4 separate regions of the Mus musculus genome follow, and regions 1, 3 and 4 are each linked to region 2. The links are chromatin contacts, called in public ChIA-PET, Hi-C and promoter capture Hi-C maps. All regions are on one chromosome and are shown on one strand. The core of a region is the stretch at or near the end of the contact, and the rest is flanking DNA. Distances in the headings are between cores, read along the strand shown.

Region 1 (6,361 bases), core at 2,179-4,678, 73 kb after region 2:
CAGTGAAAGCCTGTCTTGAAAATCAAAAAAAAAAAAAAAATTTACTTATGCATATGTGTGTGTGCCTGTGAGTGTATGCCACTTGTGTACAGGTACAGGTGTGGGTGCCAGAAGAGGGAGTCTGAGCTCTCGGAACTGGACGTGCAGGTGGATGTGAGTTGCCTGACATGGATGCTAGAACCTTAGGCTCTCTGGAAGAACAAGTGCTCTTAAAACCACTGAGCTATTTTTTTTTCTGGTCCCTCAAATATTTTTGTTAAAAACAAACAGTATTTACCTTAAAGATCAACTTACTTGTTATTAAAAACAAAACAGAAATCAGGAACTTTTTTGTCTTTGAGCAGTTGGCCTTTCTTTTATACCCATTATGATGCTAAGATGATTTCCCTAGATGGGGGACAACTAAGTCTAGAGAAGCCTGCAGGAAAGGAAGATATGTAGGAATAAAGAAGATAAAAGCAAGAGCTGCAGCCCATCTGTACCTGCAGAGCCCCTGCCAGGTCGGGCCTGATGAGGATACTCAGATGCACATGAACTTCGGTACTGTGTGTCTGGCTAAAAGAAGAGAAAAGGCATCTTAGGATGTAGCTCAAAAGATACTTGTCTGAGGCTTACAGAGTATATTCCTTCCTTTTCTGCTGCTTTGTTAAAACACCATGAGCAAAGCGACCAAAAGAAGGAACAGTTTGTTGAGTCCATCAAGGCAGAGAAGCAGAAAGCATGGTGGCAGGAACAGCTGAGAAGCCACATCTTCAACTGCAAGCTGGAAGCAGACATCTATCTAGCAATTGGTGGGAGTCTTAAACTCTCACACACCCTCAGTTGATAAAACTTCCTCCAGACAGGCCATACCTCAACTGCCCAAATAGCCTCACTGGCTAGGGACAAAGTACTCAAATGCCGTAGATTATGGGGAACATCTCACTCAAACCACCACACAGAGGAAAACCTTAACGTTAACAATGAAAAACTCATCTGCCAACCTGTATTGAATTCCGAGTACTCCAAGCTAGATAGATGGTCACAAAGCAATTTGCTAACTTGTAGGAACTTCATGTACTACAACTGTATTACTTCGTCTTTAAGAAAACGTTAGCATTTACAAATCCATATGGTGTAATGTTGCAATCAGATAGAAAAAGATATTTTATTTTGACTCCACTGTGTTGGGATTGCAGGTTTGCAACACCATAGCTGGTCAAGATAATGCCATCGGAGGTTACAGGGTGCCATTTAAATAGAATCAACACTGTTGTGAGGGGAAAGTACCTAGAGAGTCCATCTTCTGCAGCAGTTTTCAGAATGGCAGCATCTGTAGCTCATGTACCCAACCTGACCCTTGAACTATCTACTAACAGTGGTGGGAGCTTGTAGTTGTCTGTTTCACAGGGCTCCCATAACAAATGACCACAACGTGGGCAGCCAAAACAACAGAAAGATGAGAGATTAGCAGATTGCTTTAGGGACCACATGGTAGTGATTGGAGCGGCTTAACATGGCTGTCGAAAAAGTAAAAAGTAGAAGCTTGGTGACTTTTCTTCAATAAAGCTTTATTTTCAAAACCAGGCAGTAGCCCTTCCAGGGCTCATGGGCTGAGGTTTACTGACTCCGAGCCTAGACAAAAGCACCAAGGAACAAGGTTATAGCCAACAGCTCCAGGCCTAAGGCTCAGCACGCATACTTTCAGTTATATCGAGCTGCTACTTAATCTTTATGGTAGGACATGGGGAAAATGATGCTAAGGCAGGCAATTTTTACTGTTATAATAAACTTATTTTTTAAAGAGACTTTGAAGTGTTTTCATATGTTCAGTTTTATTCCTAAGGCAACTAAAATTAAATTTTGAAAGGAAAGAACATATAGAACATAAACACGGCTTAACAAATGTTCTGACTCTAATTATGAGACCGTTCAGATGCTCTTAGGCTTCCAGGATTTACAGTGAACCTATGGGCCAGGGCTTCGTTTCTCTTTTGGCTTTTTCTGTGCCTTTCCGCCTAACTCAAGCGTCAGGAAATTCTGAGTTGAATAGTGCCCTTCAAAACTCACATCATCTTGGAACTTGTGAATGTGACTATTTTTGGAAACCCATTTCTTCGCATGAGTAATCAAGGTGAACTACTGTTTTAGAGTGGACTATAAATTCAATGGCTGCTATCTTTTCATTTTTATTTTATTGTAATAAACATGTTGACTGCATGTATCACCAGGAAGTTACATTGTGAGCTGCCATGTGGGTGCTGAGAATCGAAAACACAATTTTTTAACCATTTAGCTAGCTCTAACCCCAAATGTCTTAACCACTGAGCTAGCTCTCTAACCCCAACTGTTTTTAAAATTACTTCCTCTTTGTGCCTATGAGCAGTGTGAGTGTGTGCCCACACGAGTGCACATGGCAGGGTCCCACCTTTGGTGTGGTTCTCAGGAGCTGCCCACCTTGTTTTGGCAACAGGGTTTCTCACTGAGATCTGGGGTTTATCTATTAGGCTAGGCTGCCCAAGCATTGCAGGCAACCACAGAAGCTTTAGAGAGGCAAGAAAGGTTCGCTAAAGCTTACAGAGAGCTCCCAGTTTCTGTTACTGTAAGAGTGATACATTTCTGTTGTTTTGGCTGCCCACGTTGTGGTCATTTGTTGTGGGAACCCTGTAAAACATAGAAATACAAGCTCCCACCACTGTTAGTAGATGGTCCAAGGGTCAGGTTGGGTACATGAGCTACAGATGTTGCCATTCTGCAAACTGGAGCAGGACACAGAATCCCTGGCTAAGCACTCGGTGTGAGCTCAATCATTTCCCTGTGCTTGGCAAGCCCTCTTGCCACAAAGCAGATGAGGTAGGAACCACGTACTGACCTACAGGTGTGCAAGGTCACATGGCCCCAGTCCTCAGGAATTTTTCAAGTACTTCCTTAAAAGTAAAAGGGCTTGTAAGTGCACGACAATTGAGAAGGCAAGCGTCAGCATTTAACACAGCCATCAGAAAGAGGGTCAACTCAGCTCACACTCCGAGTCCTCCACCTGACCCCACTTTACTGTGTAAAGTGTACAGGAGCAGGGAGGACAGCACAGGCAGGTAGAGCAGGGGGCAGTGGTGCTTGTAGTGTGCTTATGTTCAGAGTATGCTGCTGAGATTTTTATTTTATAAGTAGGGCATTTTACCACCAAAAGAATGAGGCAGGGCACCACTTAGAATTTTAGGAAGATATACCTAGAATGGTATTTTATCATTAGAACATCCAACTATTTGAGTTAATCAAGCCACTAGATAAGTCCTAAGTTTGCCAAACATACCCCCCCCCTTCTTTCCCAAATTATCAAAGACAAATAGGAGCTTGAGGCAGGATTAGGAGTTCAAGAGCAGCATGGGCTGTCTGAGACACTGTGTCAACCCCTCCAAACCAGATAAACAGGAAGCACTTTACCAGAAACGACTGAGTTGTGTTGGGTCTAGAGAAGACAGGCAAAAGGAGCCTCTCTTGGGGCTGCTGGTTAGGCTCGTCTACCACTGCACTTCGGGCTCGGCTGGAGTCACCATGGGATTTCTGCAGAGGAGACGAAAGTCACAGAAACAGCTGTGTCCTGGGAGCTGCACCTGTTCCATAGTAACCCTGGCCCAACATCAGCTGCTGTGGTACCCACTCCTAAGCAGCTCCAACTTCGCTGCCATGGCCTAGAACCCGGTTTGTTTTTGTCAGAGGAGAGTGTGGTTCAAGGTAAGTCCTACAGAACTACTGCTGGTGAGAGCTCAGAGTAAGCCCGGGAAGGCGGGGTGAAAGGCTTACTGTTGGCCGCTGTGGCCCCATGGCGCTCAGGTGTTCTACTTCAACTGTTCCAATAGGTGGCAGCAGATTGTTCCGACCCAAGGTCATTGGAGAGGGAGAAGACAGTGTGTCTGCTGTCACTGGACTGAAGATCCCAGCAGCAAAACCGATATGCAAAAGTAAAGTTGTAACAACACAAAGTGATGAGAAACTTAGTAAAGTCAGTGTGCTCAGGAGGCTTGAAGCCACCCAGATTTTCAGAATAGGGGCAGCAAAGAGGGATTTTTCCCTTTCTCTCTTAAATTTCACAAATATAACTCTTCAGCTGTATCAACAGAATAATCTCATCCAGTTTTGTATTTCACCAAAACTTAAGTAAAACTCTGAGTTGGACTAAACCTGCAGACAGCACACTGTATGACTGCGTGGTCTTAGTTTTGGGCACAGCCTCAGTCTAGTCTTCTACTGAAGCCTGTTCTATGACGATTCTCACAATTACTGACACTAGCTTTACCAGGTTCCCAGAGTCTGCATTTGAAACCTACACCCGGGGTCCTCTGAGGATTTCTTCTACAGGCCATGGTGTTCCAGCGCGTGAGTGGCTTGTGCTGATCGGATGAAGGGTACGTGGTGGGGGATTGCGCCTCCTGGCAGACTGCGTTGTATATGACAAAGATGATGTACTAAGCTCCATGGCACGGTTTGGCCAATTTCGGTTTGAAAGGACGGAACTGGACCCAGGCCTCGTAAGTAGCTTGTCATCAAGATCTCTAGTGGCAAAATCAGAAACCCACAATGAAAATCACTATGTAGAAGAAGACAGGGCTCAGGGTAAAGAGCCTGAGACATTCAGGGAAGAAAAGGGCAAACTGGCTTCCAGAAGCTTACCTAAGATTCAGAGTGAGAGGCTGTTTTTAAGATGTGGGGGCTTGTTACACAGCCTAGGCCAGGCTGGAATTTGAGATCCTTCTGCTGGCCTGTCAAGTGCATGGATTGTAGTGTGTCTGTCCATGACAATGACCTGTTTTAACTCTAGCTTCCTAGGATGGAGATTTGGGAAAGCGCCCATGACCCACTTGCACAGTCACTTGTTCAGTTCTAGGAAAGGCAAGGCTGACTCAGTGCTTCTGACTCAGGGGCCTACAGGATGGGAAGCACTTTCTGAGCTGACAAAGTATCTTCAGGGTTAGATACTGAGGCGTCACTGTAGCTCTCATTCTCATATTGAGGATAGTGAGTTAAGTTGGCGGGGATCCAAAACCCTCCTCTGAGTTCTGTGGACACTGCACACATGGTGGAAACAAACCATTTAAACACACAGATAAGAGAAACGTCTAAACTGCTGGCTCATTGGAACCTAATTACAGTTTAGTCTGGAGCCTTGAAGCTGGGAACAATCAAAAGGTCCCAGCCACATGCTGCCCAATAGGAGCAGAGCAGTGGATCCCTGCAGGAAGTAGCTGCTCTCCATCAATGTCCCACTCTGTCGCCTCCTCTTCTGTCTGTGGGTTCAACTGCCATCTCTTGCTAGGTGACCTTTAAGTCAGTCGCCGAATCTGGTCTCTTCCACATTCTCTCTAGGTGGCCCATTACTCAAAACAGAACCCAAAAGAAACTCATATTTCCCATAAAACAAATGTCCTGAGCTTGGAATTCATGTTTTTACTTTGATTCCTGTTGCTACATTATCTGCTATTCCCCGTCCTTCGTCCTCCTTTGAATGGTGGGGATGGAATGCTTGAGAGAGATCACGAGCTCCGCTGTGATCCTGCACTAGTGCTGACTGCAGACCCCACAGCTCTTGCCTGAGTTCTGGTGTGTTCCTTACTCTCCGTTCCTTCTGACTGGAGTCTGCCTCAGCCCCTAATGCATGGTCCCCAGATGAAGCTAGCTTTGCTGGTGAGACTGTTGGGTACTTTGGCAGTTTCTCAAATATTAAGCACACACCTGTTTGGCATCTTCTTGCTTCTAGGTATTGACTCAAGAGAAATATGACTATATGTCCTCAAAAATGACCTATGCAAAATACATATAGTGCCTTTCTGCATAGTAAACCCAACCCAGAGGTAACCTAGTGAACACAGCGTAAATTATGATGCCCAATTACAGTGGTCATGTACAACACATGGACAAGTACCAATGTGACATTCACAGCTGATCACATTTATTCATAAATAATAATCTAACAATATTGTCGATGATCTTTGATTGGAAGCATTGAAGTTCTAAAAAAATTACTTTTTTGTGAGCCAGATGTGTTGGTGTATGCCTTTAATTCTACAACTCAGGAGGCAGAAACAGGTGGATCTGAGTAGAGGCCATCCTAGTCTATAGAGTGAGTTCCAGGACAGCCAAAGCTACATAGAGAAACAGTCTCTCCCCCGCCCCCACAAAAAATTCCTTTTCTGTGTGTGGGCATGCACATGTCAGTGTGTGTGTGTGGTCGGAGAATACTTCTTTGAAAGCCAGTTTCCTTCCATCATGTAGGTCCCCAGAACCAAACTCAGGTTGTCAGGCTTGGTAGTGGGCACCTATAGTCACTAAGCGATCCCTCTGGCCACCAAGCACTTAAGTTCTGACATCTTACACTTCTAAACCAAAA
Region 2 (5,787 bases), core at 2,295-4,794:
TCCTGAGGCAGCAGGAGCTTAACTGGAAGCACAGGAAACTGCCTTCTCCTCTTCCTCTTCCTCCCCATCCACGGCCCAGGCCCATGAGTAACCTGATTACTTCTGTGTCTCTACCCAATTCCCATGGATAAGGGCAAAAGCAAGCACCATTCTACATTTAATTGTCACAGGGAAAATCACTTATAAAAGCCTCTGTTTTCTATCTTGTAAAAACAGATTTTATGTGCACGAGTGTTTACGTGCAAACATGTACATGCACCCAGCCACTTGCATGCCTATTTTTCTCACAGAGACTGGGAGAGGGTGTTGGAAACCCTAAAATGGAAGCTACAGATGCTTGTGAACTATTGTGTGAGTGCTGGTATCTGAACCCAGGTCCTCTGTGTTTAGTTTATTAGAGTAGAGCTTTAATTTTAAGATAAATGTTTAAACAGTAAGTTTGGTCCTGTGACTTTACAGAAACAATAAAATTGTACACTTCTTAAAAACCACAGCTCTTTTGACCTAGAGTAATTTGTATGTTTTTTTTTTTAAAGATTTATTTATTTATTATATGTAAGTACACCGTAGCTGTCTTCAGACACTCCAGAAGAGGGCGTCAGATCTTGTTACAGATGGTTGTAAGCCACCATGTGGTTGCTGGGATTTGAACTCTGGACCTTCAGAAGAGCAGTTGGGTGCTCTTACCCACTGAGCCATCTCACCAGCCCCCATGTATGTTTTTTTTAAAAACAAACTTATTTTTATGGATATAATCTTTTGCCTATATGTATGTCTGTGTACCATGCATGCCTGGTGCCCGAAGAATCCAGAAGAGGGCATTAGATATCCTCAAAATAGAGATAGAGATGGTTGTGAGCTGCCATGTGAGTACTGGAACTTGAACCTAGGTCCTCTGGAAGATCAAGCAGTGATCTTAATCACAATGCCAGCTTTCCAGCTCCTCGGTTGTGTATTTTGGTGGTGGTTGTTTTTTAAAGATTTATTATATTTATATGAGTACACTGTAGCTGTCTTCAGACACACAAGAAGAGGACATCAGCTCTCATTATAGATGATTATGAAGCACCATATGAGCCATCGCGTGGTTGCTGGGAATTGAACTCAGGTCCTCTGGAAGAGCAGTCAGTGCTCTTAACCACTGAGCCATCTCTCCAGCCCTGTGTATTTTGTTTTTTAAAGATAGTCTTGTTTCAGAGTTAGTAGCTGGCTTTGAATTTGGAATCTTCCTGTCTTAAGCCTTTCAAGTGCCAGGCATAGGCATATACTGCCATGTCCAGCCCTGGGGCTTAACTGACATGTAAATGACAAATTTTAAATTTGCTTATATTTAAGTACACAGTATAGTCTTTGATAGAACTAAACTTGTGTAATGTTTTTCACAATCAAGTTTAAACTGTCACATATTTGAGAGAGACAGACAGGGAGTAAACTTAGGGTCTATCTACAGTTCATGTTTCAAGTGTGGGGTGCTACATTGTTGTAAATTGTAGTGGCCACTTCTCTAGAACTTAAGAGTTGAAAGTTTGTTCTCTTGAACAACTCCCATTTTTATGAGCTTTGTCCCAGCAACCATCATTGCTCTGTTAATACGAGTCCTATTTTGTTAATACGAGTCTATATACTCGCACTATAAATGCCTAGCGTATTTAGTTCCTCAAGTTCGTGGTTCATCTGCATTTTAGTATTGTTCCTTTGTTCTTGTGCTTGTCTGTTTTGAGACAGGGTATTACATTGGAGCCCTGACTGGCCTGAAACTTGTTGTATAGACCAAGCTAGCCTCCAGCTCTGTCTGCTATCGCCTCCACAGTGCTGGGACTGAAGGTGTGCATCACCACACCTGGCTCACCTGCATTGTGGTAAATGGAGGGAAGTGGGTAGGATTTCCTTCTTCAAAGACTGAATATTTTGTTATGTATTTACATACCACAGTTTTGTGTGTGCGTACACATACATTCACGTGAGCGTTGTTACATATGCATTCATGAAGTGCCATATATACCACAGTGTGTAGAGGTCAGAGCACAACCTTGTTTTGAGATGGTCCCTTCTCAACTGCTCTGCATGCCACCTCTCTGACTTGATCTTCAAGAGTCCCCAGTCCCTACTTCCCATCCTGATGTAATTTGCAGGGATGGCGGACACGCGCTCAGCTTCACATGCCCTCTTGTGCCTTGATCTCAGATCCCCACTGCTCCATAGCGAGCGCCTGAGTTGTCTGCGTCCCTGCAAGTAAGACTGAATAAGTGAATTGGTTCACCGAGCTGGACTTGGTCGACCTGCGTGCTCTTTACCTCCTTGGGTTGTCTTGGCCATCTTGTTCAAATCTGTTGGTCAGGATTGTTAGGTGTGTACTTGTCACTCTTGATTCGTTTCCTTTGGCCTGTATTATCTGTCCTTGTTCCTTAATACTTTATAGGCCAATCCTTCTATAGGACATTATGAAATAGGGAAGTGTGAATCCTCTTAATTTCTGACAAAGTCAGTAGTGTTTATTTTAAAGACTTATGTTTTGAATTATGTGTGTGAATATGTGTCTTTGTGTGGTATATGCACATGGATGCAGGTGGCCGTGAAGACTAGAGGCATCAGGTGACCTGGGGGTCCCCTAGAACTAGAGTCACTTCTGAGCCACCCAGCGTGGGTGCTGTGAACCAGGCTTGGGCCTCTGCCAGAGCACGTCACACTCTTGTGGCCTGTCACACCAGCCTGTCAGTTACGATTTTGATAGCAATTGCTTAGACCTTGTACATATACTTCTGATTATATTATTAGATATGGCCATTGCTGGGGGCCAAACTTAGCGGTGTAGAGTGTGCTTTGCAAACACAGGAAGAACTTGGCTATGTGGCCCTATCTGGCCTGGAACTTGCTATGCATACCAAGTTGAGAATCAACTTTTTTTTTTTTTAAGATTTATTTTTGTTTCTTCCCTTTGCAAGCACTGACACTCACACCAGAAGGCGGCACTGGACCACTTGGGGCTGGAGTTGCCCCTTGTGTACTGGGAGTTGAGATTGGGCCCGCTGGAAGAGTGTAAGGTCTCCTAACTGCTGAACCGTCTACAGATCCAAGAGTCAGCATTTAAGGTACAGGTATTTTGAGAAAAGATCTAAATTACTAGTTTACTTTTCAAGGGCAGACGATTTTTATATTGCCCAGTATAGCCTCAAACACCCACTCAAGCAATCCTTAAGCAATCCTTTTTTGCCTCGGACTCCCAAGTAGCTAGAACTAGAGACAAGGGCCAGGGCACCCTGCTAAAATGGGAGTTGTTTAGTAAAGACTTTTTTTTTTTTTGGAGACATCTAAGGTTTCTTTCCTTAAAGTTCCTTTTAATTTTATCATTCTATTTTTTGTGGATAATGAAATTAATCGTAAAGGAAAAAGATTTGAAAGGTGGAAAGCTACATTTTAACCCAAACTTGCAAAGGAGAAACACCCAAGGGGCGTGGTTTTCAGAGCACAAGCCAAATTTGCAACCTCCTTCTTTGAGGTGGGGAAAAAACAAGTTCTCGCGAGAGCTAGCTGGTTGCTATAGTTACAGAAAACCAGCGTCTGCCTCAGGTAAGCCAGTAACTCCCTTTTAGGGGCTATAGGTGAAGCTGTTGCTCCCACTCCCCAGATCTTTTTTTCTAGGATTCTGAGCTCTTTCCCTACAGCTAAGACCAGGTTGAAGTTCTCGCTCAGCCCAGCTGTGCCCAAGATCCGGCTTCATCCAGAGCTGGATCCAGTCCCATCTCCTTACTCTATGCTATCCCCAAGTCGATTGGTAGCTGTCCTGCCTCTGAGCCTGTGACTAGAAATGGACGCCTTGTTGAGGGCAAGAACAATAGTTGGGCATTCATGCAAGGTCACAGTTACTCAGTAGGAAAGTCGCCAGTCTCCACGGCTGGGACTGTGGATCTGGTTCTGTGAAGTGTCTGCACCGCGTGCGTGAGGCTCTTATCTGCTTAGCACTGCAAGGTAAACCACCACAGCGCCATCCTCGTAAACAAAACCAATGTCCCGGACAGAGAACGAGCTGAATTCACAGCCACGGCGACTGTTTCTGAGTTGGAGACAATCTTCATCGACTATGAAATGTTCAAAGTGAATGAATAGCCTTGGTAGCTGCTTTAAGAAAGATGATCAGAAGAGAATAAGACAGTGAATGTGAGGGTTCCAAAGTGATTATATGCATACGCTGGGGCAGGGAGGGAGGCACCCTAAGCCAGACCACAGACTAGACTTGCCTGAAACTCACTCTCTTCTTTCTATCTGTGTGGCATATGTGAAGGCTTTAGAGTGTGCCAAGGCATAATTGAAAGCTAGTTCCCTCCCCACTCCCCAGTCATCTGTCAGACTGGCTGCCACAAAGCTTACACCTCTTGGTCTATCAACATATCTCTCTTCCTCACTAGACTTGGGGGCTTATATCTCCTCAGCATCTGTCCCTGTCCCTAACTTAATGCAGTTTTAAATGATTTTGACAGAAATGGAATGGATTAGAATAAAACACTTAGACTCAAAGGTGTATTTGTTTGGCACAAGGAACCCAGATGAGCTAGCTCATATGGTACAGATCCCTAATACATACTTGATAAGAACATTGCCAGTGCCACTGAGGCCCTGAAAGGGCCTGGAAGCATTTGGGTGACAAGTCAGGCTTTTAGGCAAGGGCAAGACTGAGGGAGTCACTGGGAAATGGCATGGTGACTGTGAAGTCTGAAGGCATTACCTGTCCCACATGGATGCACACAGTATGCACAGATGCACAGGTCCTCAGAGATATGTTCTACTTCAGATTTCAAATTTATTTTCAGTAAACACACAAAACAAATCTACGACAGATCTACATATCTCAGTCCTTGTACTTAATTTAGATTCTTTCTCCCATTTGCCTGACTTTTCTCTTCCCTTCCCTTCCCTCCCTCAACCCCAAACAGTCCCACATCTGCTTTCCTGTAATGTGTGTTTAAACCTAGGTGCTGCCTAGGGGAGGGAAGATGTGGTATTTGTCTCTTTTCCCTTGCATTATCCTTCTTTATCCCTCCTCCCTTTGTACCCTCCTTCTACACACCCACTTCTATCTCTTGTCATGTATATATTACATATTTAAATATAAATACTTCATATGAGAGAAAATACACAGATTTGTCTTTCTGAATCTAAGTTCATTATTCTTTACACTTTACTGTATATATAATATATATGGTTCTTTTTTGTATTTCTTCTTCTTTTTTTTTTTCTTCTCAAGACAGGGTTTCTCTGTATAGCCCTGATTGTCCTGGACCTCACTCTGTAGACCAAGCTGGCCTCAAACTCAGAAATCCTCCTGCCTCTGCCTCCCACGTGCTGGGATTAAAGGAGTGTGCCACCACTATCTGGCTAATGTATATGGTTCTTATATAATATTTTCTCCATTCGTCTTGTGAGCTTCCAGGCTGGTTCCATACCTTGGTTCTTGTGAATAGTGATACAATGGACATGAGGTACAAATGTCTCTGTGTATGATGGATAATATGACAATTTTATTTCTTCCTTTTTCATATGTATGGGTGTTTTGCGCGAATGTATGTCTGTGCACCACATAACATCTCTGGTGTCCTTGGAGGTCAGAAGAGGGCATCAGATCCAGTGGATCTGGAATTTACAGAGAGTTGTGAGCCACCATGTAGGTGCTGGGATGGACCCTGAGTTCCCAGAAGAGCAGCCGGTGCTCTTCACCCTCAGCCATGTCTCTCACTTGCCATTATTACTTTTGTGAGGAACCTCCATATGGATTTTCATAGTGGCTGTGCTAGT
Region 3 (6,170 bases), core at 3,125-5,624, 110 kb after region 2:
CTTCTTCTTGATTGCATCAAGACCTTAATTAGGGGTTTATTAATTTCATTTCTTATAGCTTTCCCAATTTCTTGGAATAAAGACATTCATAGATTCCCTTGTAACCTTTTATACTCTACAGAGAGAGTATAATGTCTCCTCTTTCACATCTGAATTTAGTTGTCTCTTCTTAGTGTAATTTTACTGACCTCTTCTCCCATTTAAAAAAACAACCCTCAGTTTGTTTCATTTATCTCTGCTGTGATTGTCTTGTTTCTCCTGCTAGGTTTATGCTTTGTTTGATGTTTTTCTTCTTTCCTAAAGTGGGAGTGCTGGTTTGAGATCTTACATAACTGTAAACTGTTACTTTAATGATTTTTGCTAAGCTATCTTACACGCGTTCACGACCGGCCAGGAAGAACACAGCAAACCAGAATCTTCTGCGGCAAAACTTTATTGCTTACATCTTCAGGAGTAAGAGTGCAAGCCCCCCATTGCTTACATCTTTAGGAGCCAGAGCGCCAGAGCGCAGAGCAAGAGCTCTATTGTTTACATCTTTAGGAGCAAGAGAGCAAGCCCAAAGCAAAAGCGAAACCCCGTCCCTATTAAGGAGAGTTATCCTTCGCCTAGGACGTATCACTCCCTGATTGGCTGCAGCCCATGGCCGAGTTGTCGTCACGGGGAAGGCAGAGCACATGGGGTGGAGAACTACCCTTGGCACATGCGCAGATTATTTGTTTACCACTTAGAACACAGCTGTCAGCGCCATCTTGTAACGGCGAATGTGGGGGTGGCTTCCCACAAAGCTATATATGAATTTTCATATATAATACTTTCATTTTTCATTTGTTCCAAGCTATTTTTTCACTTCTCCTGTGATTTTCTTTTTGGCTTTTGGTTGTTTAAGAATGTGATGTTTAGCATCTGTGTACTTAGGGTGCACCTATTTGAGAGGTTCTGTTCCACCGAAACAGAATCCTTATATCCTGTGACACTCCCTTATCTCCTGTAACTCCATGCCTCTGGCCATGCTCTCCTTTCTGGAAAGTCCATCTCTGATTGTTCTTCCGCTGTTATTACCGTACAAAATGAAGCAGGAGCCTCCTCTATGTTCACACAACCGTTAGTGGGTTTTTAAAGACGGTTTGGTTTTCTGTTCCTTTTTTGAGACCCAGACTCCTCATATCTTGCTCAGAATTGCAACCCCAGCTCCCAGAGTAATCCTTGCAATTTAGCCATGGTAAACAAGTGTTAAGTATGTTTTTCCTTGCAGGGACACACTTGCCTGGCTCACAGTCACTTCTCTCTTGTTTACAGGAGGTGTTCCTGCTCATATGTACGGCATGACAAAGTTTGGAGATAACATTGAGGATGAATGGTTTATTGTTTATGTAATAAAGCAGATTACAAAGGAATTTCCAGAGTTAGTGGCCAGGTATTGTCATTATTTTAATTATTCTAAAGGGATTCTCATTTTAAAGCATAAGTGATTATATTTGTTTTCTTTTAGTAATTTTTGTCTGAGCTCTGGCAGAAATTGTTCATATTCGGGGCAGATTGAAAAGCTGACTGTTTTCTTTCTGTTCTTCTGCGACTTGGTTTTCTAGGAAAGACACTGAGAGTTCAGTTCCTCTAGCAAAACCTTCTTAGCTTAGCTTTTGCTGCTTTTGAATTCTAATCATTGCTTGGCATCATGGACACGCATGGCTCCAGTGCTTAGGAGAAAGAGGGAGGAGGATTGGGGTTTTAAGGCAGCCTGACTTATGTCAGGAAGACCCTGCTTTAAAGAAACAGTAAGCTCTAATCATAAGAGAACAATACTTGTGGTAAATAAAAATGTGAAACAGCATAAAAGGTGGTGCTGCACTAGTGGCCTCCCCAGTTACCATTGTGAACTCAGTGTTTGTTTGTCTTCTCAAGACAGGCATCTCTGTGTATCCTGAATGTCCTGGAACTTACTCCGTAGACCAGGTTGGCCTCAAACTCAGAGATCCATCTGCCTCTGCCTCCTGAATGCTGGAATTAAAGGCATGTGCCACCACACCTGGTTCATCATGAACAACAATTCCTCCTTCTTCCTCTCCTCCTTCTTTTTTGTATAGCCAAATTTTATTTCATTTTTCTCAGGTACTGTACCCAGCTGTAGTTTCCCCTCTCTCCTCTCCTCCCAGTCCCTCTTCCTCTAAACCTCCACTTCTCTTCCCTAGTTCACTCCTCTTCCATTTCCTTTCAGAAAAGATCAGCCCTCCCTGGCACATCAACCAAACATGGCATAACAGGTTACAATAAGAATAGACATGCCTCCTCCCCCTCATATCAAGGCTGGATGAGGCAACCCAGTAAGAGCAGGCAAAAGAGTCAGAGACAGCCCCCACTCCCACTGTTGGGAGTCCCCCAAGAACACCAAGCTATACAACCATAACATAGATGCAGAGGACTCAGATCACACAGGCTCCTTGGCTGTTGGTTCAGTCTCTGTGAGCCCTATGAGTTCTGGTTAGTTAACTGTGTGAGTTCTCTTGTGGTCCTCAACCCGTCTGGCTTCTATAATCCTTTCTCCTCCAAGCTCTGCCTAATGCTCTTCTGTGGGTCTGTGCATCTGCTCCCATCTGTGCTAGGTGAAGCCTCTCTGATGATGACTGGGCTAGGTTACGGTCTATGAGTATAGCAGAATATCATTACAAATCATTTTATTGCCTTTTTTAAAATGGCTATTCATATTTGGTTTTATCCTAGATCTCTGGGCTATCCAGCCTCTGATTCCTGGCCCTCCAGGCAATGTCAGGTGTGGGCCACCTCTTGTGGAGTGGGTCTCAGGTTGGGCCAGTTATTGGTTGACTGCTTTTACAAGTTCTGCACTACCTTTACCCCAGCGCATTTTGTAGGCAGAACAAACTATACTTTGAAGGTTTTGTGGCTGAGTTGGTGCCCCAGCCCCTTCACTAGAAGCCTTGCCTGGTCACAGAAGATGGTTCCGTATCTCCCACTACGAAGAGTGTTCTCTAGCATCACCTCTGTAAATCCCAGACAGATTCTAGCGCACTAGGTTTCTACCTCACCACTGCAGTGCCCCTCAATTGCAGTTGTCTCCCCCAGTAGTCTCTCCCTCCACCCCCTGACTTGATCCCTCCTGTTCCTATCCCTACCTGCCCCCAGTCCACAATCCTCATGAACTTTTAATGTGTATGAAAAAAAGTTCTAACTTGGTGTACACCTTTAATCCTGGCACTTAATGGGCAAAGGTAGTTGGATCTCTGCTAGTTCAAGGCAAGTCTGGTCTACATAGCAAGTTCCAGGCCAGCCAGGAATCTGTGTGTGAATGTGTGTGTGTACATCTATGTATGTATGTACACACACACACACACACACACACACACACCCCTATTGAGTCTTCTTGATGTCAGCACTATGGACACCTTTTTAAGGACATAGTTACTCTAGTTACCCATCAGAGATACTGAAGGATTATTTGCATTGGCCATTTCCACTGGTTGGCAGGGAAGCTTATCCACTAATGGCTTCTGTGGATTCCACTGTGACACGTTTCTTACAAGACGCGGCTCATTTCAACCTGAAGCTTCACCTCCTGTCAGCCTCCCTGAAAGCCACGCCCCCGAAAGCCACGCCCCCGAAAGCCACACCTCATTTTTCTCTTCTGGTTTCACTTTCACCACATCCAGATCTTCATTTTTAATCTTTTCTGTATATTTACTCTGTTCTGAGTTACTGGATTGTAAGGATTAAAAAAAATAAACCAAGAATCTCTGTGTACAACATTCTTACCCTGAGTCCATGTACAGCCAGTCCAAGTGATCTGCACACTTGGCCTGACAGTGTAATAATGTAGTCTCGGTAATATATGTTTCACAGACTTCTATAATATTTTCTCTCTTATTGACTAATGGTTTTTCTTTTCCTCCTTCTTCTCTTCTTCCTTTTTTTCTTTTCCCCCTCCTCCCTTCTTCCTCTTCTTTCTCCTCCTCCTCCTCCTCTTTTTCTTTTTGTTTTGTTTTTGTTTGTTTGTTTGTTTGTTTGTTTTTCAAGACAGGGTTTCTTTGTGTAATAGCTCTGGCTGTCCTTGCTTTGTAGACCAGGCTGGCCTCAAACTCATAGAGATCCGTCTCCCAAGTGTTGTCCTTAAAGGTGTGTACCGCCACACCTGGCCAATGATACACTTTTTAAGGAGTCATACACAGAAATTTAAGAGAAGTCAGTATGGGAAGCTAAACAGGTGCTATGTTATAATCTGTTCTAAAAAGCAGCTAGTTCTCTGTAGTTACCTACCGGTGCCAGCAGAGGGCACTAAAGTAGAAAATGCACCTTGTGTACCCTGTGTCCTCTAACTTCAACAACCTTCAAGTTACATCACCCCCTGTTACCTGTGTCCTGCCAACTCTGTTGTACACCACGTGCTGTGATTAGAGGTGTGCACCGTCAGGGCCCAGCCAGAAAGATCAGTGTGAAGTGAACACCCAGCGCTGTGCCGTTTGACCCTTAGGAATTCCGATTATAGATGATTCGCTACCTTTACCTTTTCTTTTCTTTTTGTGAGATGACATCTTGCTTCTTGTTGTGTTGCTCAGGCTGGTTGGAACCCCTGGGATTAAGCTGTATTCCCTCTTAATCCTTCAGATAGCAAGGACTGCAGTTTTTGTAATGTTTTCAGCTTATTTTCTAAACTTTACATTTGTGCTTGATTGACAAACAAAAGATTATATACACTTTCTTTGTAATGTGTGTTTTGAAATATATATACATCATAGAATGGCTAAATTGAGCCCATTGACGACATATGCATTACCTTCCATTTTTTGTGTGTTTAAATTTAAAAAAAGACAGAAATACTTGTTTTATGTTCCTACCAGATTGACCTTTCTAAAGGAAAGTTCTAACTATTTTGCTAACCCCACTCTAAAATACCTTTTTTTTTTCTTTTTTAAAAAAATTTTGTCTGTGAAGTATAGCACATGCTCACTCATGGGTTCTCGTGGTAGGATTGCTTTTTAAGTCTTGTTCTGTATGAGTCACCACCCCCCAAATAACACAACTCCGTAACTCTAGTTCTCAGGGGCCCAGCGCCCTCTTATGGCCTCTGTGGACACTGCACACACATGATGCACATACACACTTACAGGCAAAATATATATAATAAAACTAGTTTAAAATGTTGAATACTAGTATTACTGGGTGTGTTTGCGTGCGTGTGCAGGATATCTGGGGGAAAGGAGCCCTGAGTACACAGTGCAGATGTAGGTCCTCAGGATAACTCTCTGGAGTTTCTTCCTTCCATCCTTTTGTGGGTTCCTGGGATCAGCTACAGGTTGCTATGCCTGTGCAGCAGGTGCCTTCTCCAGCTTCCCACTCTAACTTTATACATCCAAAAAAACCTTAGCCATGTGACGTTGTTACTCAAAAATTAAAAATAGATGAGACAAAAAATAATCTTTGTAGATTCAAGTAACGCTTTGTACATAAAGGTCTTCCTAGTTACACTTATAAGTAGCCCTCCCCCCCCCAGAGCCTTTTGGTACTTATGTATTTCCATATTTCTGTCTAACATAGTACTTTGATTTTCTCATTAGTGTCTCTTAATCTCCTTACAATCTTATGGTTTCATATAGGCTTTTCCTGTATTTTTTTTAATTATTTATTTTATGTATGTGAGTACACTGTAGCTATCTTCAGACACACTAGAAGAGGGCATCAGATCCCATTATAGTGCTGGGAATTGAACTCAGGGCCTCTGGAAAAGCAGTGCCCTTAACCGCTGAGCCATCTCTCTAGGCCTTTCCTGTATGTTTTAAGATTTATTTTTATTGTTTTCAGGTGTGTGTGTGTGTGTGTGTGTGTGTGTGTGTGTGTGTATGTATGTATGTATGTAGAGGTTATACTTGTGAGTGGGAGCCAGATTATGAGATGTCATGAAGCTGGATTTCCAGGCCTTTGTGAGCTGCCTGATATGGGGCTGTGAGCTAAGCCTGGGTCCTGTGCAAGAACAGAGCACGTTCTTAATTGCTGAGCCATTTACCAGCCCTACTTGACTATATGTTAAACTTTGCTTTTTTTTTTTTTTTTTTTTTTTGCAATCTGTACGTAGTATATACTTAAGATTTTTCTGAGAAGAAGGGGAAAATGTATTTGATTGAAGCTGTTCATGTTCTGTGAATGTGAAAATGGGTCTTCTGTTTCAC
Region 4 (6,331 bases), core at 1,326-3,825, 110 kb before region 2:
AGGGCTTTAAAATTTCAATTCCTCTTAGCTGTTTCTATATTCAGTAATCGATTTTTCATTTTGAACTCAAGTCTTAATAGTTTGATGTTCCAGTTTTATATTGTTCCGTGTTTGTATGTTTGTATGTGTACAGGTGCACATGTATGTTTGAGTGCATGTGGAAACCAGAGGGCATCCTTAGATGTTGTATACCTTTTTTTCTTCATTTCCTGGGACATGTTCTTTATTCTAAGTGAGTGGCCAGTCTGGTTGGCTAGGGAACGTCAGGGCACATGTATCCCTGCTACCCCAGTGCTGGGTACAAGTGGACACGCCTACCTGCCTTTATTCAGTGTACTTGGGAATGAAACTCAGGCCCTCATGCTTGCAAGACAAATGCTTCATCACTCCAGCTTCCTCCTCATCCATTTTACCTCCTCCCCCCCTTTTTTTTTTGGAGACCAGATTTCATCACTCTTGAGCCTTGGCTGACCCAGAGCTCGCTTTGTAGATCAGGTTGTCCTCACATGTATGGTGAGATGACAGGCATGCGCCACTATTCCTTAGTTTAAAGTTTATATTTCTACTGAAAGAGGGATCTTGTCATCTTTGACCTTGTCCTTTCCTTTCTCTCTTAGTGACACCATGCATTAGAGTTGAACAGGAATCCTGATCATTGTGTTTCATTATCAGTTTTTGATAAGCTCTGGTATAGCCTCATCAAAGAGAGTACAGCCTGGAGTGCAGAGATTCTAGATGATTAAGATTTAAATATGCTATACTACTCAGTAACTATAATTTGCCTAGATCTTTGTAAAGTTGAGAACTTTTACATGCCTGGGCCTCAGAAGTGCTGGGATTATATGTGTATACCTCCATGCCTAGCCCTTCTTTTCTTTCAAGCTACCACCTCTAATTCTAGATGTTTAGACTCAGTTGATTACAATCATAATGAAAGAACTTTGGGTTCAGGGCTGGGGGAAATCAGAGATGTAGAGATGGGATAGAAATTGACTACCAAGGTTTTCAGAACCAACCTACTTTCCACTGTCTTTGCTTTCTAAAAGCTAACTGCTGTAGAAATTGAATTTGTTATGGTTCTGACAGAGCCTTTCTTACCATTGACGTCTGTAGGTGAATGAGGATAAAGCAAGGGTGTTGTGATGAAGAAAAATAACTCAGGCAGTGGTGGCGCACGCCTTTAATCCCAGCACCTGGGAGGCAGAGGCAGGCGGATTTCTGAGTTCGAGGCCAGACTGGTCTACAGAGTGAGTTCCAGGACAGCCAGGGCTACACAGAGAAACCCTGTCTCTAAAATCCAAAAACAAAAACAAACAAACAAAAAACCCCCAAACCTTAGACTTTTTATCCCAGTCATTTTATTTCTTTTCTGTTGTTTTGAGATTTTGAGATACAATCTCATTATGTAGCCATGAAGTATCTGGCTTCTACCTTGCTGTATAGCTCAGGGATCCTCCTCCTTCCACCTCCAGAGTAATGGGGATAACAGGCATGTGCCGTCATACCTGGCTTGACATTTCAATCTTGCAGCCCCTGTGACCATGTGAAAGCTCAATGTCAATTCCATTTGTAAGTGAAGTAACTTTATAACTTCCTACCAGCTTATGTTAGAGATGACTAGAAGGTGAGGCTCTCTGATGGTCCTTCACAAAGTGTCTTTACTGTACATCTTAGTCCATTCATCTGTCACTGTTCCTGGACTCCTCTTTTGTATCTCCTTTGACCCATGTGCACTTTGGGAGTTGGGGGGAATACTCTATGTTGTTATATGAGAAGTGGATCATCATCCTTTTAGAGATGGATACTTTTGGTGAGTGAGGCATGATCAAGGTAAAAACTTTTCATTGCTAAAGAAAGGCCAGTCCATGTAACAACAAATGAAGTTCAATGCTATGGTAGATTTATTGAAGTAGAAACTGTAGACCACCTCAAGCCCAAGAAGTGTACTGACAGCAGCGTGGTGAAGAGGGAATTGAAGCTATATTAGAAGTGGCAAGGGTGATGTTCCACAGAATCGTAAGCCATGCTTACAGCATGTAAGCAGTAAGTCTGGGGTAGCTGACATTTGACAAGGTATGTCCTGGTATTTTGTGGTGGCAGTTCAGTTCTAGGCACGAGAGTTCTGTTGCTACTATGGACAACACTTTGTTCTTTCCTTGAAAGGAGGTATTAGAGCTGGGATAGTAGTATGGCAGTCATGGTATTCCCACCCCCACCTTTTCCTGGCCTTGGTTAGATTTCAGTTAAGGCAAAAATGGATTCCTTAGTTGTTCTAAAGCCTTCTTAATAGCAATGGGCAGGTAGATAAAAAGTAGACCAGAGGCTTAACAACAAGGATCTGTGTCCCAAAGAGAAGAAGCAGTACAGAGGAGAAGTTGGAATTAACTATAATAAAAATGAAAGTGCTGGCCCTTTCAGGGAGGAGTGACGGCTTTGAAAGGTCCTTGCAAGAGGCAAATTCAATATTTGAAGAGTCGCTGCATCTGGAACAAAAGGGAGACTGTGCTGCAGCTCTGGCTCTGTGTAACGAAGCTATCTGTAAGTAACTCAACTGCTACTGGCTATGGCGTTTCCCGACTAACTCCACAATAGGAACTAGTGTTGTCATGCAGATGGCCATAGGGACAGTTTTTAATGTCTCTTGTGTTCCCGGGGAGGCCAATTAGCTATCTTTCCCCTTCAGATTTCAAAATGTACCTTGTGGTGCCACTGTGGTCTGTGGACATTTACTGGAACAACCTCAACAGGAAACCACAGATGAATTCTAACCCAAATAGTTAGACTTCAGATATGAGGTTAGCCTACTCTTTCTCTAGTCCCTGACTAATGAGTAGGCCAACTGAAGAAACTGGCTCTGACTCCCTAGGTAGTAACTTTTCATTGTAATACTCTATTCTTTTTGTTCTTCTCCTGCCTTTCTGGTATGCAGTACCATACTGTAACAGCAAGGGGTTCAGGCTAAGAATTGGTACCTGACTCTTAAATATGACTCCATGAAGCTGTGCTCTGTAAAGACGGGTGCAGGTTTGGACCTTATTTTTTTGTCATTGGCCATCAGAAAGGGGGAACTGGGAGCAGAGTGTGGAGACCGGAGTCAAACAGGTCAGTGAGAAGACGAGAGTGGCAACCTCACGTGCTAGTTTATCTTCCTGCTCTTTAAGTTTTGTTTGATTTTCTTTAGTGTTTTGTTTGTTTAAGTTTTAATTAATGTGTTTGGTCTCCTGGCTTTCATGAATGTTTCCTGAGCCAGAGCTGGTTCTGCGCTCTTGACAGCGCATGCACAGTCCATGCCTTGCATTCCTGCTGCTACATATTTTGTTTTACCGCCTATCTTTGCTTAGTTTTAGTTTAGTTTTTGTTCTTTTATTTTTGTTTGTATTTTGTGTTGTTTCTGCTATATTTTCTTTTGCATTTTAGCTAAACTAAGACTTACCCTGCATGATGCCAGCTCTAGCACGCACAGCAGAGCCCTAGTCGATAAGAAGTTGCAAATCAGTATTCGAAAAGCACGAAGCCTTCAGGATCGCATGCAGCAACAAGCATCATCGCAGCAGCCGGTGCAGCCCTCAGCCTCTCTCCCATCACAGGGGGGCGCCCTCCCTCAGCCGACAAGGTAGTGCTTGAGAACCACATTAGCTTACGGATAGCAGGGGAGGCAGTGTCCATGGGTACGCCATAGCACGAACTCTTCTCTTCTTCACTACCAGGGAAAAGAGAAAAACCTTATATGACTAAGGTTCTCTTCTCTAAGGTCAGACACACAAAAGCTCATTTCACAGATGGTCCTTTCATTAATAATTCCTAGAAAGATGCAAATAAGTACAAAATAACAAGCTATCCAAATTTCCTGGATTTGTGTAGCAATATGATTATTATAGTTGTATTTATTATGTTCTTAAACATGGAATCTGATTGTACCCTTCATGTTGTTGTAGTAACTGTTTAATTTGGGATTTCAATATTTACCATCCTCACAGAGAAAATAACCAGTTTTTCTTACTTTGATTAAACCGTAGGGAAGAGACACAAAGATTTTCTTTGTTTGCTTCTCTAAGGTCAGGACAAGGAGAAAGTCCCAAGAGGTACTGGGATAGTTCCCACATTTTAGGGGTATAAATATAACTATAATAAAAGTAGATAACTTTTTCTCTCTGCGTGTGTGTGTGTGTGTGTGTGTGTGTGTGTTTTCCTGGGAATAAAATCCAGGAACTTGTATATACTATACTACTAGGCAAGCGTTCTACTAGTAAGCTACACGTTCTCTGCCTCGTTTGTTGGTCTTTTAACTATTAGCTTCATTATGCTTGTTAAAATTTTTGAACATTTGCCTGGGTTCAGGTCAGAGGCAAGCATTTTCTGTTTTATTTATTACCTGATGAGATAGTAGCTGCTATCGAGCATACGTTCTAAATAAGGAAGCTTGTAGAGAGGATAGTTAGTTAGCTAATAAGTGGTAGAAGTATAGAATTCAGATACAAATCCGTTTTACTGTCAATGTTGCATCCCTTCCCCCCCCCCCCCTTTTCTAGACTAACTAGGCTCTGCAATGCCTTGAACTCCTGATATTTCTTTTTGCCTCTGGAGTGCTAGTATTACAGGCCTGTTAAACACTACTCAGGTTTATTCAGTTCCGTGGATTGAACCCAAGGCATCCTGCATGTTGGGCCAGCACTCTACCAATTGAACTACATCACTAGGCCAAGTTTTGATTAAATTACCACAATCATGTTACAAGAGTGACTGGATGACTAAAGCTACAAACATTTGGGGTATACAGATTCATATTATCTAAAATGTCTTGAGACTAAAAGTAAGTCTCTATCTATCTGTCCCTGTCTATCTTTTATCCATCAGTCTCTGCCTTTCTTTGTCTCTCTGTCTTTGCTTCTCTCTGTCTCTGTCTTTCTGTCTCTCCCCCCTTCCCTTCCTTCCTTCCACTTCTTCCCCTCTGTCTTTTTCTCTTTATTTTTTGAGATATGGTTGCTTAGCTGGCCTGGGACTTGGTAGGTAGACTGTATAGGCCTCAGAACTCACTACAGTCTTCCTGCCCTTGGTTCCTAAATGCCAGGATTAGAGGTTTGCACTGCCGTACCCAGCTCAGATTTAATTTTTTTTTCTTCTTTCAGATTTTGGAACACTCATATAGACGGGTTGAATACCCTTAGCCCTAAAATCTGAAGCCTGAGATGCTTCAGGGTTCAAACTTATTCCATTATTGTGCCCATGCCTAAAACAGGTTGTGTTTCGAAGCACTCCAATTATGGATTTTCAGTTTCTTAGTTCTTTTTTTTTTTTTTTTGGTTTTTCGAGACAAGGTTTCTCTGTGTAGCCCTGGTTGTCCTGGAACTCACTCTTTAGACCAGGCTGGCCTGGAACTTAGAAATCTGCCTGCCTCTGCCTCCATAGTGCTGGGATTAAAGGCGTGTGCCACCACAACCGGCTGTTTCTTATTCTTATCTGAAAAGGAATTGAAAAGGTTGAAGTTTCCTCTCAGGATATATTTTTTTTTTTGTCATAAATATAAAACAGTGAGAATTATGAGAATTATATTCCCCCTCCTCACTGTTAAGAGAACCCTGTTCTGCCACTGTGATGAGACATTTGAGTGAAGCATGCAGTGATAGTTGATGTCTGTTTACCCAGGAGTCCAAATCACCTTGTGTTCTGTAGTCTTCTTCATTTTGTTGACTGAGCTACCCCATCGGACCCTAGGGTAGCACTTCTCTCTTTGTACAGCATCCAGGACTTTTGTTGTATAGTGTGAGTGGCTTTTAGACTTTGCCTTCTGTGGAAGAAGCAATTTTTATCTTTTGTTTGTTCTTTGAGACAGGGTTTCTCTGTAGCACTGGCTATCCTAGAACTCACTCTGTAGACCAGGCTGGCCTTGAACTCAGAGATCCACCTGCCTCTGTCTCCTGAGTAAATGAGTGTGCCACCACTACCTGGCAATTGTTATCTTTTTAAATTTGCAAGTAGAATGTGATTGGAATGGGACTTTGTGAGTAGTAAAGAATATTAGCAAACCCTGGACTTCATAACACATAGACAAATTGGATGGTACTCTCTTTTCTTTTGTGAACCTGTAATCTATTGGCTTTGTTTGTGTTTGTCTTTTTTATTCTGTTCATCATATCTGTGAATAGCTAGAAGTGGAATTGAATGAGTAGGGTTTTTTGGGGGGGGGGGAATTTATTGTTAGTCAAGGCACGGTGTGGCTGATTCTCTCCATTTGTTTCAGTGAACAGCCTATCACGCTCCAAGTATTGTTAAACCAGGAGGCACAGCTGGAACCTTGCAAGGATACAGAGCTTGGGGCCACTTCCTCTTTCTT

What was found. Promoter capture Hi-C pulls out the DNA fragments that hold promoters and counts their contacts. A called contact is a pair of places that touch in the nucleus more often than the background predicts. ChIA-PET counts read pairs in DNA pulled down with a chosen protein or histone mark.
Region 1: an RNA polymerase II ChIA-PET map of memory CD8 T cells shows a contact between it and region 2, with 305 read pairs. The contact joins the enhancer-like site here to the promoter of Cfap70 in region 2. A contact is called at or near these places in 5 of 39 promoter capture datasets (cranial neural crest, embryonic stem cells, fetal liver and 2 more), 4 of 484 Hi-C or Micro-C datasets (the AML12 cell line, LSK cells, cortical neurons and 1 more), 8 of 115 datasets of contacts at active chromatin or transcription factors (the SCID.adh cell line, bone marrow-derived macrophages, embryonic forebrain and 3 more) and 3 of 9 other capture datasets (adipose tissue, liver and pancreatic islet).
Region 3: a contact with region 2 is called in a Hi-C map of Th1 cells, with 2.4 times the contacts expected there. The contact joins the enhancer-like site here to the promoter of Cfap70 in region 2. A contact is called at or near these places in 7 of 39 promoter capture datasets (the C10 cell line, the HPC-7 cell line, cranial neural crest and 3 more), 1 of 15 datasets of contacts at CTCF or cohesin (large pre-B cells), 5 of 484 Hi-C or Micro-C datasets (the HPC-7 cell line, Sertoli cells, Th1 cells and 2 more), 10 of 115 datasets of contacts at active chromatin or transcription factors (the 230-238 cell line, the NIH/3T3 cell line, the SCID.adh cell line and 4 more) and 3 of 9 other capture datasets (adipose tissue, liver and pancreatic islet).
Region 4: a promoter capture Hi-C map of embryonic stem cells shows a contact between it and region 2, with 2.2 times the contacts expected there. The contact joins the enhancer-like site here to the promoter of Cfap70 in region 2. A contact is called at or near these places in 16 of 39 promoter capture datasets (the 3T3-L1 cell line, 3T3-L1-derived adipocytes, the C10 cell line and 9 more), 1 of 484 Hi-C or Micro-C datasets (trophoblast stem cells), 2 of 115 datasets of contacts at active chromatin or transcription factors (bone marrow-derived macrophages and embryonic stem cells) and 3 of 9 other capture datasets (adipose tissue, liver and pancreatic islet).

What each region holds. Positions count from the first base shown.
Region 1 is chr14:20,375,943-20,382,303 of GRCm38.p6, reverse strand. It overlaps Fam149b (family with sequence similarity 149, member B), which reads right to left. Exons shown (of 14, transcript NM_001024512.2): 10 at 4,305-4,529; 11 at 3,781-3,904; 12 at 3,421-3,540; 13 at 483-555. Among named protein-coding and RNA genes, the nearest start is that of Dnajc9, 9.8 kb to the left of the region's middle. Within about 2 kb of position 3,428, at least 108 of the 459 cell types and tissues checked have an H3K27ac peak or open chromatin away from gene starts, as enhancers often do. A contact at or near this core is called in memory CD8 T cells, where this site is marked.
Region 2 is chr14:20,449,982-20,455,768 of GRCm38.p6, reverse strand. It overlaps Cfap70 (cilia and flagella associated protein 70), which reads left to right and starts at 3,544. Exons shown (of 29, transcript NM_029698.1): 1 at 3,544-3,567. It overlaps Anxa7 (annexin A7), which reads left to right. Exons shown (of 13, transcript NM_001110794.1): 13 at 1-508.
Region 3 is chr14:20,338,500-20,344,669 of GRCm38.p6, reverse strand. It overlaps Ecd (ecdysoneless cell cycle regulator), which reads left to right. Exons shown (of 14, transcript NM_027475.3): 3 at 1,297-1,414. Among named protein-coding and RNA genes, the nearest start is that of Ecd, 6.5 kb to the left of the region's middle. Within about 2 kb of position 4,374, at least 21 of the 459 cell types and tissues checked have an H3K27ac peak or open chromatin away from gene starts, as enhancers often do. A contact at or near this core is called in Th1 cells, embryonic stem cells and epiblast stem cells, where this site is marked.
Region 4 is chr14:20,562,150-20,568,480 of GRCm38.p6, reverse strand. Usp54 (ubiquitin specific peptidase 54) reads left to right here. Exons shown (of 21, transcript NM_030180.2): 16 at 2,419-2,538; 17 at 3,418-3,613; 18 at 6,239-6,331. 1810062O18Rik (RIKEN cDNA 1810062O18 gene) reads right to left here. Exons shown (of 6, transcript NR_033571.1): 3 at 3,642-3,700; 4 at 3,434-3,470. Among named protein-coding and RNA genes, the nearest start is that of Ppp3cb, 19 kb to the right of the region's middle. Within about 2 kb of position 2,575, at least 29 of the 459 cell types and tissues checked have an H3K27ac peak or open chromatin away from gene starts, as enhancers often do. A contact at or near this core is called in pancreatic islet, where this site is marked.